2 separate regions of the Zea mays genome follow, and region 2 is linked to region 1. A link is a contact called in public Hi-C data. All regions are on one chromosome and are shown on one strand. Each heading gives the region's core, a stretch centred on a gene start, on an enhancer-like site or on the middle of the called end of the contact. The rest is flanking DNA. Distances are from core to core; before and after follow the strand shown. Region 1 holds the start of LOC100283616. Region 2 holds the start of LOC100281826 (transcriptional regulatory protein algP).

Evidence for each region. A called contact is a pair of places that touch in the nucleus more often than the background predicts.
Region 2: a Hi-C map of tassel shows a contact between it and region 1, with 2.9 times the contacts expected there. The contact joins the promoter of LOC100281826 here to the promoter of LOC100283616 in region 1. A contact is called at or near these places in 2 of 25 Hi-C or Micro-C datasets (ear and tassel).

The regions. Positions count from the first base shown.
Region 1 is chr1:76,376,940-76,382,563 of Zm-B73-REFERENCE-NAM-5.0, forward strand. LOC100283616 reads left to right here and starts at 4,014. Exons shown (of 3, transcript NM_001156517.2): 1 at 4,014-4,332; 2 at 5,558-5,624. The coding sequence starts at 5,592.
Region 2 is chr1:76,768,666-76,774,491 of Zm-B73-REFERENCE-NAM-5.0, forward strand. It overlaps LOC100281826 (transcriptional regulatory protein algP), which reads left to right and starts at 3,334. Exons shown (of 2, transcript NM_001154746.2): 1 at 3,334-4,017; 2 at 4,206-4,544. The coding sequence starts at 3,427. The coding sequence ends at 4,292.

The DNA of each region.
Region 1 (5,624 bases), core at 2,764-5,263:
TGCACCGGACACTGTCCGGTGGTGCACCGGACAGTCCGATGCGCCAGACCAGGGTTCTCTTTGGTTTCTTTTGCTCCTTTCTTTTGAACCCTAACTTTAATCTTTTTATTGGTTTGTGCTGAACCTTTGGCACCTATAGAACATATAATCTAGAGCAAACTAGTTAGTCCAATTATTTGTGTTGGGCATTTCAACCACCAAAATCATTTAGGAAAAGGTTTGACCCTATTTCCCTTTCACCCATCTAGAGACATGCATCTATCTAAAGAGGAATCCTAGAGATAAGGTGCAAAGCTCTATGAGGTTCACATATAGTAGCAAACAAGGACAAGTGTCAGTTGAGAAGTATGTTTTCGACCAAGATGTGGCGAGAAAGGCCCTTGCAGAAATGGTTGTTTTACATGAATATCCATTGTCCATTGTGGATCATGTTGGTTTTAGAAGGTACTCAAGTGCTGCTGGAATGTTGCTGTAATTTTAGTGGGTGGGCGGGTAACGGATACCCGGTGGGTACGGGTACGAATATAGATCCGTACCCATGAGTGTAAATGAGTATGGGTATGGATTGAGTTTTACCTCGCGGGTATTGATACGTGAAACATATATCCGCATTCTACCTGCCCGATTGCCATCCCTAGACTTACCCGAGTTTGGTAGACCAACAACAAATTGAGTTTTTTGCATGGACTTTTCTTAGCTAACATGCTAATCAATGTTCTAATGCCTTGGAATATGCCGAATTTAGAATTTAGCAAAAGAAGGGATGATATCAAGGCACATATCAACATAAATATTGAGTGATCCTTCCATGACATTGAAACATAATGGGAACTTGTTGCACCACCGATAAAGAATCACAAAATGCTTCAACATGTTTTATCTCTATGGATTGTAATATTTATAAGCTAAAAGGAGACATTTACATTTGACTTGAATGTTGGTGCAAGTGTAATTTAATCAGTTTGATGCTTGAAACAACATGTCTGCTAGAAATAATGATTATGCCCAATCATTGGCCTTCTTTGAAAGCAGATTAACCGAAGCAAGGCTTCCATAGGGTTTACATCAGGTAATTGATCTCATCTACTAAACCATTTCCATGCTCAACATTGAAATCAATGAGGATGTGACCTTTTAGTGATTTCAAAAGACAAATCACACCAAGTTAATGTGTATACCCATTCATGAATCCTTTTGCTAAAGATCGACCGATGTAACATATGCTTATTAGCATCAGCATAGCAAACCACCCATGTGTTAGCTAGATAGCAAGTAATGTCTTAACTTACTTGGCATGGTATGGTGTGGCGAATTAGTGGTCGCAGTGCAGCCTTGCTATGTTTTTCCACTCACATTAGATAGAAGCTGAACAAGCTATTGTTATGATGAGAGTTTCAGAATTTATTTAGAAGCTAAACAAATTGTTGTTACACTGAAAGTTTTTGAATTAATTTAGAGATATTCATTCAGAGATATACATAGGAGTTTTAGAAGTTTCAAAAGCTGCTCGGGTGAGGGAATGACCGTCAAATTTTTGGGTGTCATTGACGTAACTACTCAACCTCTTCCTCCATCGATCAAGACGGTTGCATCTCCTTTCTAGTGCACCACTCTATTATTCGGTACCACTAAGTTTCTGCACTGCATCGTTCAGAACAACTACATCAATCGATAGTATATCAGCTCTAATGTATGGTTCTTGTTTCCAATAGTTCTCAATTGTGTTCCTCTCTACTATTTTCATAGTAAACATGCTAAGTTCACACATGCACCTTTATATTGTCACCAATAAATGTATTTCATTTTTCTAGGTTAAAATACAACTTAAAATACCTAACTATTTAACTTAATGTATGTCTATATGTATTAAAAAAGTTTGCGTTTAACAAAATATAGAGTTTGACTCCAAGATATATTAAATTATATGTGTGATTTGAAATTATGAGCTATGCTTATATGACTTAGAACAACTTACATCTAGCAATAAAAAATAACGCTACTTCTTTAAAGCACGAGTTTTGTACGTCATATGTCATACGTTATGCGTGGAGCGCATAGTGTAGATTTGTTTTTCGTCCGCACGTTTGGTCTAACAACCAGACCCTTACGTCCTAGATGGGCCGTGAGAAAACACCAAAGCCCAATATAACATGAAGCCACACGTAGCGTAGCACTTCTAGATAGTACCATCTCACTAACTGAAGGAGGACGAACGACCAAGCGAGCTATAAAAAGAGGCATGTATCATTTTTAACTCATACCTTTCTCGATCTTTTGGTTAAGATAAAGTACAATATTTGTTGTTAAATATATGTTATGTACTATATGTTCACTTTAATTTTAAATTTATTTTCGGTAAGGAGGGTGCACTTTAACTTTAAATTTATTTTTTGTGGAAAGAGTCTATCATCAATATAATTGTTGTACCCAACACTTGAGCATTGTACTATTCTCTACTATACTTAAAGCACCAGTTTCAACGGTCGTCCTGCGTCATATTTTTACAAAAAAAGACCTATATTTTTTTCCAAATCAATTCAGCGTAAAATGTTAAAAATCGGTGAAGGAGGTGAGGTTTTAACCCACACACTGATGGAAAAGGGTGGGATACAATGGACAAAGCTGTCTAACCAGTAGAACACTATGCTCAAATATTTATAATATTGAATATAAATTGTATATATGTATATATGATTTTTTGTAAAACAAAAAAATAATTGTATCGGGCCGGGCTAGCACTACGGGCCGAGGTTACGGCCTAAGCACCGCACGACGCTCGTGACGGGTTGGCCCAGACACTATTAAATGGGTCGTACCTTGGGACGGCTCGCCAGACATGGCCCATTTGGCCATCTATACATCCGCACGATAATGACGATCCTCGCCTCAGTTGCCACCACCTGTTCGCCATTCTACTTCTTTTCTCTCTCCCCTCATGCCTTCACCTCCGCGCCACCCCATTCTCGGCAGAGGGCGTAGGAGCAGGTGTTTCCTCCCCGTATTCGTCCGACACCAGCCCCGACACTGACTTGCGCAGTGGCTATTGCATGTCCACGAGGATGTTTCACATCATACACACACCATCGTTTTCGCCGTCGTCGGACGTCCCGTTCGTCTTCCTGGCCTTCGTCCTGTTCTTCCTCCCCAACCTGCTGCCCCCGCCCACGGTCGCAGTCGCGAGCCGACCGATGATCATCGACGCGGGTACGGGGCGAGTTGGTCATGCTCCTAACCTTTTTCCGTGTGTGTCGTCGAGGAGGATATGGTGGCGCCTGCCACACTTAGGTTATCTTGGCGACGAGGAGTCCAGGTCTGAGATATTGGACAACTAAGTTCCGTAGCGTGGCAGCAATCGACATATGCTACAGAGTTGGTGGTGGTGTTGTGTCACTTCGGCGGATTCAGGGCTGACAAGATACTCGCATTCTCTCGCCCTTCTCGAACTGACGCCTGGTGCGGGTACCTCTCGGTTTGGAGCTGCTCCGGCTTGGCTTCTTTCTCCGCTTGCGTGCTCTCTCCCTATATATCTAGCAGTATACTACCTTTGTCGCCTCTAGATGCCCAGGTCTTTGTCGTGTCCTTCTCCGGCAATAAACAGGTATGCCCGCCTCTTCCTTTCCACTCGTGCTCTACGAAACCTTGGAAGTGGGGAAGGCGAGAGATATGGGGGTTTCTAATTTGCTGCCTATGGTACATGTGCGTTAATAAAAAACATTATGCGAAGAACGGAGACAATTAATAAAAAATCTTGAGATCTTTTTGGTGGATAATTTACATGATTATTTTGTGAGCCGTCGAAACGCATAGTTAACCAACTAGTATTTATTAATGGAGTTCTATTTAGCGAACGCATTTGCTAAGTATAGAATTCAATATTGTGTTGTATTTCATTCGTTATAGCCCACCAGTAGGAAAAAAAGGTCCTTAGGCCTGTTTGATTGTGCCTTCACTGGAGCTGCGTGGCCCAGATAACAATCCCAGGCGACAAATTTTGGGTTTCTGGGAGGCCACCCGACACCCTTCCTCTCGTCGCCCACGGCCCACCTCACAGTCACGGACGCCTTCGCGGTGAGCCGCGACGGCTCCCTAACGTAAACGCCGGCGGCGCGCGCGGAAAGCTGCACGGCAGCACGGGCGCGGCCTCGTCTCCGCGCCTGGGCTGCAAGGGCGGCGGCTCGGCGCGGTGGGAGGCGGGGGGCGGCCATCCGGTCAGGTCCAGCCCAGGACTCCAGGTGACCAGGTCGGCAGGTCCGCGCTCCGCAACGGTTCTGGCGTTCTGCGGCTGAGTACAGACGACAGAGGAATTGGGGATTTACATTAGCGATTTACAAGGTGCGTTGTTCACTTGTTCTGTTGTTTATGCAGATGCAATTTGCAACTAGAAGTTTAGAACCTATAGATTCGTTTTTTCCCCTTCTGTGGGAGTGGGAATACCCAAGGTTAAAATCCTGGCTCTGCACTGTGTGCTCTGTGCCCTTGTCTGTATGATAAATGAATTTGGAGACAAGGACAAGTGTTCAGTGCACGAGCTATGTGAGGAATGCGTTCAACTCGTAGACATTTGCTGTCTATTTAGGAAATTATAGTTGAACAATAGATTTGGACACTACTAAAGTGGAACGGATTTGGCTCTGACTGGTTCATTAAATATAATATAGTACGTGCATTCTGTTCTTCCCTTTATTACTTTATATAATTCGGTTCGTGTGTTCAGAGGTTTTGGAAACTATAATGCCTAAGTACATCAAGTTCTACTTATAATCTAGTGGCTAGATTTTTCATTACAGTTAATATGCCTTATACCATTGATCCAGTGAACTAGTCGAATGCTGTTTATTTCCCTTTTTGTGTACCTCGAATATATGATCTGTGTATTGGGCTGTTTCATAAACATGTAGCTGATAGCACTAATATTTGATTGATATCTGTGTTAAATTACTGTGTATCTAAAATCACTCATCATTCTAAAAATAAGGCCATGGCAGAATGAGTGTGGATGTACACTGGCTCCCTCTAATGATTTGATAGAAAACACTGGTTGGTTGGTTTTGCAATTAGTTTGTCTAGGCCAAAACCCAATCAGCTCCATGAGCTGAGGTTGAATGTGTGGAAGAATAGCCGTGGGCAGCATGGGCCTAACTTCTTTGATTGGTTCACAAAACAAGTAATGTTTCTGCATACTCTTAATTTCGCGTTAACTTAATGTAGCAATCTGAATACTCCTAAAGCAACCTGTCATTACTGCTATGAACTTTTCAGTGCTTGCAGATTTCTTGATAAAATGATGCTTCAAATATCATTTGGTTTTTGCAACATGGTGACCAGCTAACGGGGTTTTGATGTAAATGGGTATAGATTTTGTTCAGAGGAGCATTAGAGACTGAAATATAGGCTAACCATGGTTAATAGCGGTGTTTGTGTACTTTGTATTGATGAAAACGACATGAGTTTCCACTACAACCAGCTCCTCCCCACTGCCATAGCAACTTGAAGTCTGAAATCTGAATGTGTATATAAACACTAAAATTCATATCCATTATCATTTATTCATGTGCAGGCAACTTGGAAGACAAGCAGGGTTTCATCCCGCAATGTCAGCTCCCAACAGCGATAGCAACATGCAG
Region 2 (5,826 bases), core at 2,084-4,583, 390 kb after region 1:
ATTTATCTTCTCTGATTCTGATTGCAGGGCGTTTGACATGACCGACGTTTTCAGATGCAAATGGAACAGCGGTTCCAAGTTATTGGGCGTAGCATTTGTTATTGGCACAACACACGTTCTTCTTCTCTGATTCCAGCGAGAGCAAATTTCCTACTCGCTGATTGACATCTACTCTAAGACTACTAGCATGCAATTTGCTACGCGGTAAACAAAAACAGACGAAGACAGTAGCTTGTCTGTCGAGATCAGATCGATGAGCATTTTCTCGTTGTCTAGGCTGATTGATCATTCTTTCCTTGATCACCTACCGTTCCGTTATTACATGTTCGTCTAGGCTGACAGTAACGGTGCAACCGCCTGTCGACAATTCTAGCGAGCCTTGCTTGTTTTTTTTTTCTTCTTCTTTTTGTCCCTTTTTTTTAACTTGTTTTCGCTTTCGGTCCACGTGGTAATGATGCATCTCATATAGTTAGCTTAGCTTTCTTCTTCTTTTTGTCCTCTAAATTAGCTAGCTTAGCTTTCATACGGCCTAACTAACTAACGCGGATTACTCCTATAGTTAAAGACTCGTGTAGCTACTAGCTTCATTGGTGCATTGACATTGAGCAAGTAGTTAATTAAGATCCTATTTGGAAGCACCCAGTTTTTAAGAAACTGGTTTATAAAAATTGAGATGATTCTAAACATACTAGTTTGTGACTCAGCTTATAGAAATTAGATCCTCAGTTTCTTAAAAATCAATAGGCTCCTAGATAAAAGATAAAAACTAGGTTGCTTCTAAATAGGGTCTAAGCAAAGCGGCAGAGAAGTGTGGCACGCATGCTGCCTAACCATCGTCAGCATCAAGCACCGACGGCAGGAATGGCAACCGCCGCTGGTACACGCTAAACTGTGCTACAATTCTTGAAAGCATGCATGATGTAGAATTGTTCAACAGAGAAGGCAGCCGCTGCAGTAGTTGTTGACTTGTTGTTATATATCGTGCTGATCCTGAACAGTGATGCTGATGCAGTCTGCGCGCTGAATTGCTATTCTGTTCGGCTGGCTTGAGCTGCTGCTGCCTCTACCAGCCTTAGGCGGGGTGGGACAGAGGAGGCTTCCTTCCAACGGCGTCCAGTCAAGACGCGCTCACCCTGTCGGCTCCAGGGTGGAGCTGTGCTCCCAGGTGCAGTCCAACGATGCACCCTGGAGAATGGAGGGGGCCGGGTGAATTTCTACCGTGGAGGCCTAGTTTGGGTAATCTATTAATGAAAAGGATTGGAGTGGATTAAGATGTATTATGAGAGTTTTTGATATATTGGAGATTTATACATTCTCCAATCCCTCTAAACACTTCAATACTAGAGTACTCAAACTAGACCGGAAGCGGGAGTTTAAATCTTCTCTGTTCAGTCAATTTAACTGTAAAATTAACTTATTTTAAGTTTAGATATCCAACAAATGTAATACAATACTATAAATATAGTAGTATCTTTCTAAACTTCAAAAACTGATGTATACAAATCAAATAGCTTAGTTAAAAGATAAAGGGGAGCCGAACAGAGAAAATGGTTGGAGAGAGAGAGAGAGAGTGAAATAGAGGATAATAGTTGAGGGGGTATATTTAAATATGAATGGAAAGTACGAATAGAGGGATTTGGGAGGGATAATGGTTGGAGTCAGCCTTATGCTCTTTTTAAGGTCGTGTTCCAAACCTCTAAAACTAATAGTTAGTACCTAAAATTAGGTGAGAGGTTTAAAACGAATCAACTAATAGACTAACTAATTTTTAGTTGAACCTCTCAAACCGATATTGGTTGTTAGCTGCTCCATCCTAGCTAACAACTTATTAGTGGACTAATAATTAGCTCTATAAGTTATGAATAGAGTCTAAACCTCTAAAGTTATAGTTAGTAACTAAAATTATCTGAGCGATCTAGAACGGGCGGCGACAAGATGGCCAAGATACACCAACTAATTGTTAGCCTCTCAAACAACTATTAATGGTTAGCCGCTTTATCTCAGCTAAAATTATGGTGTTATTTGGTTCATATATTTGTAATATGAACGATAACGTTAAACCATGTTTAAACTTGTTACCATTGGTAATTCAGTGTGAATCATTACCGTTGTCATTTACGTTACATTTCGTGAACCAAACGACATCTATAACTTATTATTAGATTAGGTGTAGAAGTCCGGACCTTAGGCATGAAACACTAATACTATATTTCGAATATGCTCTAAAGCTTAGCCCAATGTTGACGACGACACAAAAGGATGACAATGCGTTCAATCAAGCCACGTCGTTGACGTACACGCCGTTATGCGGGGTTGTATGCGTCGACAATCTTGGTAACAAAGGTCCTTTGTGGACGTGAGTGTTGTGCGTTATATTGGGCATATTGCCGTATCGTCGTCGTCGTGGCTACTCGGTCTAGTGTAGACGGCACAAGTCTAAAAATACCTTGGGTGTCAGGCTGTCCGCAGCGGGCGACTGCATGCCCGCGCTACCCGACTTAGCGTAAAAAAAATGCTGCAGCGCAGGACTCTACCCGATACTGCATGCTCTGCGTTACGCCATTTCTAGCGCTCTCTCTCACCTACGCCAAACAGAGGCAGTGCAGCTGCAGCAGCAGAGGTCCACAATCGCTATGAAGTGCACGCAAGCACAGTAGAAAAAATAATATAATATGTGGTAGTTGGTATAGGGTTGGAATATAAAGTAAACATGAGTGCGGAGGATTCTGGTATAGAGTAAAGAATTTTGCTGACCAGGATAGAATATTCTTTTTAGGGTAGAAATTTAGAGTAGTATGAGTGCCTACTCCCACGGTCCTACGTACGCGAACCACACCGACAGGCGAGTACGCGTACACTTGTGCAACAGCCTCCTGGATGCGACACCGTACCCGTCTCAGAAACCACCACACCAAGCGGCAATTACCAGCTGCGATCCATTCCTGGCAAGTGACGTTGATCGGCAGCACGGTGACGTGACGAAGGAAGGAAGGAAGGAAGCACACGCGGCAACGGCTCCGCGAGCCTGACGGACGCATGGAGCGGGCTCGGGCGCTCGGCGTGGCACACAGCCTGCTGGCCTTGCCGTCATTATTTCTTCGCGCAAACCCCGCCGACACTACGCAGCAACGGCTCCCGACACCACCGTACCGAGGCCTTGCCGTGACCTGACCTGACTGCCTCCGCTCCGCGCGCACCTACCGCCCCAACGGCACGCTGCGACCCTGCGACCCTGCGACGTCCGTCCGCCGGCCGGGCCCGTCGCGCTAGCGTAGCGCTCCTTCTCCTTCGAGTGTCCGCCTATTTAACCCGCCCGCCACGCCTCGCCGTGCCACTTCGATTCGCTCCCACGCACACACACTCCTGCCTGCGGTTGCCACTCGCGTAGCACCAGACAGCGGCAGCAGCACGCGCGCGACGTTCGCAATGGCGGCGCGGGCAACCGTCGTCCTCTGCGCCGCGTTCCTCGTCCTGCTCTCCGCCACCAGCTCCCTCGCGCAGTCCCCCGCGGCCGCGCCGGCTAAGGCGCCGCCCAAGTCCTCCTCCAAGGCCACGCCGGCCGCCGCGCCCGCGCCCAAGTCCTCCTCCAAGGCCAGCCCATTGGCGCCGGCCGCCGCGCCAACCACCCCGGCACCCGCGGCGGCGCCGGCCACGCCAAAGCCCAAGGCCCCCGCGCCCGCGCCCGCCACCAAGGCCGCAGCCCCGGCCCCGGCTACCCCTGCTCCCGTCGCCACTCCCCCCGCGGCGACGCCTCCCGCCGCCGAGGCGCCCGTGCCCGCCGCGGCGCCGGCCCCCGAGACCAAGCCCGTCGAGGCCCCCGCCCCCGCCCCCGCGCCGGCCAAGAAGAAGAAGCCGTCGTCCCCCTCCTCCAAGGACAAGAAGAAGAAGAAGGGCGCGTCCGCCCCTGCCCCGGCCGCCGACGCCCCCGTCGCCAAGAAGCCCAGAACCGCCGACGCGCCCACGTCCGCAGCCGAGGCTCCCGGGCCCAGCGGCGACGCCGCCGCTGCCGACACCGCGGTACGCTTGCTCGCCACATTTTACAGTACTACCGTTCCTCGACCTCAATTACATTGATGTGGTGTGGCGAACATAAATTACCCTGCTCTTCTGTTTATCAGCTGTGGCAGGGAGAGAAAAAAGAACGGTTTACTGACTTGCTTAACGCTGTGAAATGAAAAAAAAAACTGTTTGTGTTTCCCGTGCAGAGGGCCGCAGCGAGGAGGACACCGGCGGGCGTGATCGCGTCGTCGGCCGTCGCGGTGCTGCTGGGTGCGGCGGCCCTGCTCGCCTAGATAAGATCCCCGGATGCCACCATCACAGGATTTGATGCCCTTTTCCTGCTTTTACTTTTTCTTTCGCTATTTTGTGGAAAAAAGGGGTTTTCTTCTGTGTAGTAGAGTAGTACCGTAGCAGTAGACTAGTAGGGCGGATGATTTCTTCTGCTTCCAGAGATGATACGAGAGAGAGAGTGGTTAGAGTAGAGAGGGGACTGCCCGTGTAATGTTCAGATTTATCTACATATTTATATATCCCTGTTATAGCTCCGTTCCCGCGTAACTTACACATCGTTTATTACTTGCGAAAACATGTCAGTGCACATTAGTCTCTTGTGCACGTATATTGCACAACAACTAACAAAGTTCATAAAAAAATTCATACATATTCTCATCCAATTATATAAAAAATTTTAAATTCAAATTCATATTATATAAAGAGTAATAAAGAAGATAAAATTTCTGATAAGTTTAAATTAGAAAATCGTCTAAAATATTCTCTATTTTAGTATAATGAATTTGAACTTGCACTTTTGTATATAATTAGAGTAGGGTAGAAATGTATGAAACATTTTTAGAACTTTTTATGTGCAACCTATGTGCGCAAAAAGCTCATGTGCACCGAATATGTTCCTGTTGAGCACCAAAAGTGGCGGATGATCCGACCCTTGGGGCCTATACAGTCCGCGTGCCCCGCAATTAGATTAACTCGGGTGTTTATCCTTATTTTGTGCGTGGTTATCCATCTAATCACGTGGGAGTTGTTGGCCTCTAGGAATAGACCCAGACCTCCTCCCCTATAAATATAAAGGGGTACGGTCGATTGAGAACCCCCGAACACATTTCAATCGAACCAATTACTTTATTTACATTTCCTGCTCTAGGAGTATAGCCTTCTGCATAACCACCTCCACCCCTATTCGACTCTACGTCGTCTAGATCCGTCCTGGGGTGGTCTGTCGACCCCCAGACGACCCTATGATCTTTACCCCTCCTGAGGGGCAAGATCTACTTCGTCTACTTCAATCAAGATCTATTCCTCGAATTGATCTCTTAATTTTTAGGCGACTCTACGTCGTCCGGAGACGCTCCGGGTGACCTGCTGACCCGGAGCACCATAAAGTCTCTCCCCCAGGGGACGAGATCTAGGTCATACGAGGAGAAGAAGATGACCCTGCACCATCGTGGACCGTCCGGTCCAGAGTTCGGACCGTCTGGACTGCGCGCAGGGAAGGCGCCGCTTCTGCCGCCAGGTTACGGACCGTCTGGCCCAGAGCCGTGGACTGTCCATGCCCCCGCAGCGAGCACTGCCAGACGACTGGGCAACCCATCGCAGACCACCGCCATTGTTCACCTCGCGGAGCCAAACCTGCTCATCACGAGAAGGCCCTAGGGTTCGTTGCTGTTTGGTCCCAAATAGGTGGTGACCATCATAGAGGTGTTGCCCCCACATTTAGGATAACCACTTTATTTGACCCTACACCATCTAAAGGTGCTAAGTACCGCCCAGCGATTCATTATATTGTTTGGTGACCTATCAGGTCGGTCGCAA